Linked DNA regions of Ovis aries: region 1 is linked to region 2. A link is a contact called in public Hi-C data. All regions are on one chromosome and are shown on one strand. Each heading gives the region's core, a stretch centred on a gene start, on an enhancer-like site or on the middle of the called end of the contact. The rest is flanking DNA. Distances are from core to core; before and after follow the strand shown.

The links. A called contact is a pair of places that touch in the nucleus more often than the background predicts.
Region 1: a contact with region 2 is called in a Hi-C map of tail adipose tissue, with 5 times the contacts expected there. The contact joins the promoter of ACBD3 here to the enhancer-like site in region 2. A contact is called at or near these places in 12 of 16 Hi-C or Micro-C datasets (blood, hypothalamus, liver and 6 more).

The regions. Positions count from the first base shown.
Region 1 is chr12:28,484,961-28,487,660 of ARS-UI_Ramb_v3.0, forward strand. ACBD3 (acyl-CoA binding domain containing 3) reads right to left here and starts at 1,368. Exons shown (of 8, transcript XM_012187925.5): 1 at 1,062-1,368. The coding sequence starts at 1,347.
Region 2 is chr12:28,421,316-28,424,015 of ARS-UI_Ramb_v3.0, forward strand. No RefSeq gene overlaps it. Among named protein-coding and RNA genes, the nearest start is that of H3F3A, 55 kb to the left of the region's middle. Within about 2 kb of position 1,331, at least 39 of the 54 cell types and tissues checked have an H3K27ac peak or open chromatin away from gene starts, as enhancers often do. A contact at or near this core is called in hypothalamus, liver, muscle and 1 more, where this site is marked.

The DNA of each region.
Region 1 (2,700 bases), core at 118-2,617, 64 kb after region 2:
GGAGAATGACTAAATTTTCTGTAAAATTTATACAAGAAAGGCTATCATCAGTTTGCACAATTATTTTCAGAGAAAACAAGTAACTTTTGAATGTATCAGTAGTTTCAACGACTCAACTTCAGCTAGTAAAATATGTACTCCAAAAGATACTCCCTCTGGGGAAAGGTCATAAATATGCTGTTTTGGAATGTATACAGAACCTAGTAACCACTTTTAAAGTTTCATTTGCGATGTCTCTCTGTTCGTCTGCCCCACGAGATCTAAATAGCTCATCAGTTTTTCCCATTGACAAGGTCATGTGACTCACCATTTGACTAAGTGAATCACCTAATTAAAAAAAAAAAAAAATCCAAGACCACAATTTTGCTCTATGACAAGATTTACTACAACTAATTCTGTGAGAAATACAGAGGCTACTTTTAGGCCTTTATCTGAGAATCCACTCTTGGACACTGGAAAAATTTTAACCATCTAGAAGTCGCTAGAACACAGCAGCTATCCCTTCTCTTATTTAGAGTTTGACAAGCTAGAAGGGATTAGCTTGATACTTAACTTCTTTCTCTCTGCCATATCAATACTATCAGGTGATTAAGCCCTATTCGAGTTTACGGATCCCCAGAATGAATGGAAAGCGTTAAGAATGGAACCCATGAAAAAATTTCTTTCACTATAGAAGGGCAAAAATCGGTGGTTCTTAAGTGCCAATCACAAGAAACAAGAAAAAGAATGCGACGGTTAAAAAACAAAAAATCCCAGATTGGGAACCTCTGGGAAAGAGAACTCATTCTTCCATCCAGGATCCTGGAAAACCGAGAAGCTAAATCTAGGTAAGATGCCTGGTAACCTCCGGGAGGCCGGACCCGGAAAGCTAAACCAAGGTTCCAGGCCCCTAGGGGTGTGACCTAGTGACCAAGCGGATAGTGACAAACTTCGAGTACCCCCAAGGACAGAGCCCAGCTCCAGTCGCCACGGTCCCGCACGGGTGGGTCAGGGCTACTCGGGTCCAGTCTCCCCAAGGAAGGCCCGGCAGAGGCGGCGGGGGTGGGGCCTGTCAGGCTCACCTTTGAAGAAGCGCAGCGCCAGGCCGTATAGCTCCTCCAGGCCGAAGCCCCACCGCTGCTCCAGCCGCCGCGCCTCCTCCGCCGCGCCCCCAGCCACCGCCTCCCCAGGCTCCGGCTGCTCCCCTGCGGTGCCCGGGCCCCTGACGGACCCTGGAGGCGAGGGCGGCGGCAGCGGCGGCGGCAGCAGCGGGGCGCCCTCTGCGCCGGGTCGTTCCTCCGGGTCCGGGCTTAGCGTGAGGCCGTCGACAGAGACCTCGAGTCGCTCTGCGCTTAACACCGCCGCCATCTCCGCCTGCTGCGCCTCCTCGGCGGGGACAGGCGGCGGCCACGTATCGACTTCCTGCTGACCTCTGACCTCCGCTCACCAACACCGGAACTTCCGCCGCTGAGTAGGCGCTAGAGTTCCTGGAGAGGGGCTGCGGCCTGGTGCCCCGCCCCCACCCCGGGGGTCGTCGGTGGGCTGCGCCCCTCCACCACCCGCCCCGCCCACCACCCCGGCGGCTTTCGAACGCCCCACCCCCACCCTCACCCTGTTCCCTTCCGGCCCTCGTTCCTCCCGGAGGGCGTGCTACGCCCAGCGGCCCTGGCCCTGCAGTTTTTTCCTGCAATTCTCGGTGTCCGGCAGGGGCGGGGTCGGGCGGGACCCGCGTACAGTCTGTGCGGAGAGGGTGACTCCTGGCGGGCGCCCTACCCTTCTGGTCAGGCCCTCCCCAGGTGTAGAGAGTTGTGTGGTTGGAGTAACTGTTGGTAACTCTTAAGGAGATGCCGAGCAAATGACTTTTTTTTTTTTTTCCTGAGAAAGAAACTGAGGCTGCAGAGAAATCCCGCGGTTTCTGAGACTCGTAGAAGAGCACATCCTGGTTTTGCGGGAACTGAAGCGCATACAATTTGTGGGGTCCCTATTTAGTTAAAAAGCAAAAAGTTAGAAGCAGAGAGTTAGGGAAGTGAATATATAAAATGAGAAAGAATTTACAAATGACATTTGAAAGGTTAGCAAAATTCACAAACGTCACACAGATAAACTGTAAAAATTTTAGTAACTGCCTGACGCACTTCTAGAGTGTCAAAAAATCCAGAAACGTAATTTTTTTTAAGATTAATAATGCTCTTGACAACTATATATATTTATTTGTCTCTGTCTCTAGACTGTTGGGGCACCATTTACGGTCATTCCCCCCCCCCCGTTTTTGTATACTTTTGATCACTTTCCTATGACAGTTATTTTTTAATGTTTTCTATGAATAGAAAAATCAGTATTATCTTTTTAACATGTTGATCACAATTTGTTATTGTTTATAAATTTTAGCTTCACTTACCACTTTTTTAGGATTATTGTCAAATTTGGGAAAACATGTATGAAGCTTCTCTCGTATGAGCTATAATATTTCAGGACTGTTTGGCTGTTTCAATGGCAATTTATTGCTTAGTTTTTCTTGGATCTCTAGTACTCTTCAGGGCAAGATTTATCTATGTTAAGACAGGGTCTCATTAATCAAGATGAATAAAACGTGACTTCACATAGACTTACTGTAGTACAGCTGCAGTGGAGCAGGGCAATATGCCTGCCTGTTATTGTCTGTGGAAAACTAGTCAAAGAGTAAGTTTAATCTGAGAAGTGAGAGATGCTGAAACAAAGGAA
Region 2 (2,700 bases), core at 81-2,580:
GAGTTTGGGCTTGCTGCACCTGGAAATGAGAGGATCTGGCTCCCATCCTCACCCACGTTTTATTTCAATAAATACATAAGGAGGCAGTTGGTACCATTTCGTGCCGCGCTGGGAAAGCCCACCTCCACCGCCGGGCCTCCACGGGTGAGCTTGGGGCGCCTCGGGATCGCGCCCCGCAGGCTGAGGGGCAGTGCTCATTCTCCGTCCTCAGGCCGAAAACCGAGACCCCCAGGACGGTCAATACCTGTCCCGAGGTCACACAGCGACCAGGCTCGGTTCTCTGACTGGTGGCCTCCGGAGGTTCGGGCCGGGACAGGGTCCGCGCGATTGTCTCCCAAGGCACACACCCCCCTCCCCGATCCCTCCCCGCCAGCCCAGGCCGGCTGCTCTGCAGGCAGAAGGTCCCCGCCGCCCAGCGCCGAAGCAGGGTAGCCCGCCTCCGCGGACCTCAGCCGGGGGGCACCCCCTGCCCGAGCCCAGGTCGCGCGCTCGGCCAGGTCTGGGCGGCAGGGGCGCGGGAGGACCGAGGGGGCCGGCGCCGGGCGCCCTCTGGTGGCCGCCGCGGGCAAGGAGCGGGAGCGCGGGTTCCCCCCGCTACGCCGCCGGGCGGGGGCGACGGCAGCCTGGGATTCCCCCCGCGCGCGAGGGTGTCCGGGCCTCGCGCCCGCGCGCCCCCTTTTCTCCGAGGAGGAAGCACTCTTGGATGGAACTGAACTTTTGTAAAAAAAATCAATGAAGTCGACAGGAACACCTGGTCTATAAAACGGGAGAGACGCCTTCGCGCTCGGGACCCGCGGGGAGGAGCCAGGGGGAGCCGCGCCGAGCGGAAATGGTGCCTATTGTCGCGGCGGCGCGCGGCTCCGCTCGGGCCACCGGCCGAGGGGCGCGCCCGCGGGGCCCCGGGGCGGGGAGGCGGCGGGGGTGGCGGTGAGCGAGGAGGAGCCCCCGCAGGGACCCCCGCCAGCCCCCCGCCGCCCTTTGTCCGCCGCGAGCCCCGCCCCTCCGCACCCGCGGCCTCGCCAGGCCCGGTGCCCGCCGCCTCCCGGGCCTCGCCCCTCGCGGGTGAGACGAGCAGGCGGCTGTGATCGCCCGTCTCTGCCGCCGAGAACACCTTCTCCGGGCGGGCAGGTGACGCTCTGAGTCACCCGGCACCGCCCGGACCCGAACCCAGGTCTCCGGGGCCAGCGTGAGCCTCTGGCGGACGAGGGAACCGCACCCCTCCCCGGCAGTCCCCCGGGGGGGCCGAGGCGCAGAGGCGGGGAAAAGGCCGCCCCCGTCCCTGTGAGGGAGGCGGTGCTGCCTAAGTCCCCGGCACCCTCTGCTTTTCAGAAGTCGCCCTTTATTTGCAGAGCCCAGTCAAGAGGCGCCGCTTCCTGGGCTGTGAAGTCAGAACGGGGCGAGGGAGTTGCCGCTGCTGCTTCTGAGGATTTGATTTGGTCCCAGCTCCTGGGTGCTGCCCGGAGAAGACAGGCTCTTACTTGAGGGGCGGCTGCAGCCCAGACCGGGGAGGGGAGCGTTCCGCGAGCACAGGGCTCCGGCCTTGCCTTCCAGTGCAAGGCTGAAGCAGGACGGACGTGGGGAGCAGGGGGAGATGGTGAGGAAGTCGGCGGGCGCGGGGTGGGGAGTGGTTGCTGCCGGAAGAGTCAGAGGCAGCTGGGGGACGAGTAGAGAGCCCACCACCAGGGCCTGTCTGCCTCCGGGCTCTGGAACCTGGCACGCGGCAGAGGTTCAGTAAATACATGTCTAAAGTGTCAGGTGAAGGTGTCCAGCTGAGCAGAGGAAAGATCTGAGCGGACTGTTTGGAGCCTGGCAGCCCAGGGGCTTTTGAGGGCAGTGAGGAGCCACCTGGAAGAGAGAGGCTCGGGGCTCTGTCTGGGTTGGAGAAGATGGGCCCAGCGGGGATGAAGTTGAAGAGGGTCTGAGGGCTGGTAGAGGGTGGTGAGGGCACCCCGGAAGCGGCCCCACTGAGGGCTGGAGCTGACTGCTTGTAAAAGTGACACTCGACAGCAGTACACGCAGAGGATTCATCACCAGCAAAAGTTTCCCCAGCCCAAGCCTCTCTCCAGCTCCTCCCTGAGGAGTGCTCAGCAGTGGTGGCCATGGGCGGCCTGCCCAGCCAGGTGAGGCCCTGTCAGGCCAGGAAAGGCCCAAGTGGGAGCTCACCAAGCCTCTTACATCCCCGAAAAGGCAGCCTGTCAGTCACATGCTCGACTCTAAACATCTGGGAGAAGAAAGCTGTGGTACATATACACAATGGAGTATTACTCAGCCGTTAAAAAGAATTCATTTGAATCAGTTCTGATGAGATGGATGAAACTGGAGCCGATTATACAGAGTGAAGTAAGCCAGAAAGAAAAACACCAATACAGTATACTAACACATATATATGGAATTTAGGAAGATGGCAATGACGACCCTGTATGCAAGACAGGGAAAGAGACACAGATGTGTATAACGGACTTTTGGACTCAGAGGGAGAGGGAGAGGGTGGGATGATTTGGGAGAATGACATTCTAACATGTATACTATCATGTGAATTGAATCGCCAGTCTATGTCTGACGCAGGATGCAGCATGCTTGGGGCTGGTGCATGGGGATGACCCAGAGAGATGTTATGGGGAGGGAGGTGGGAGGGGGGTTCATGTTTGGGAATGCATGTAAGAATTAAAGACTTTAAAATTTAAAAAATAAAAAACTAAA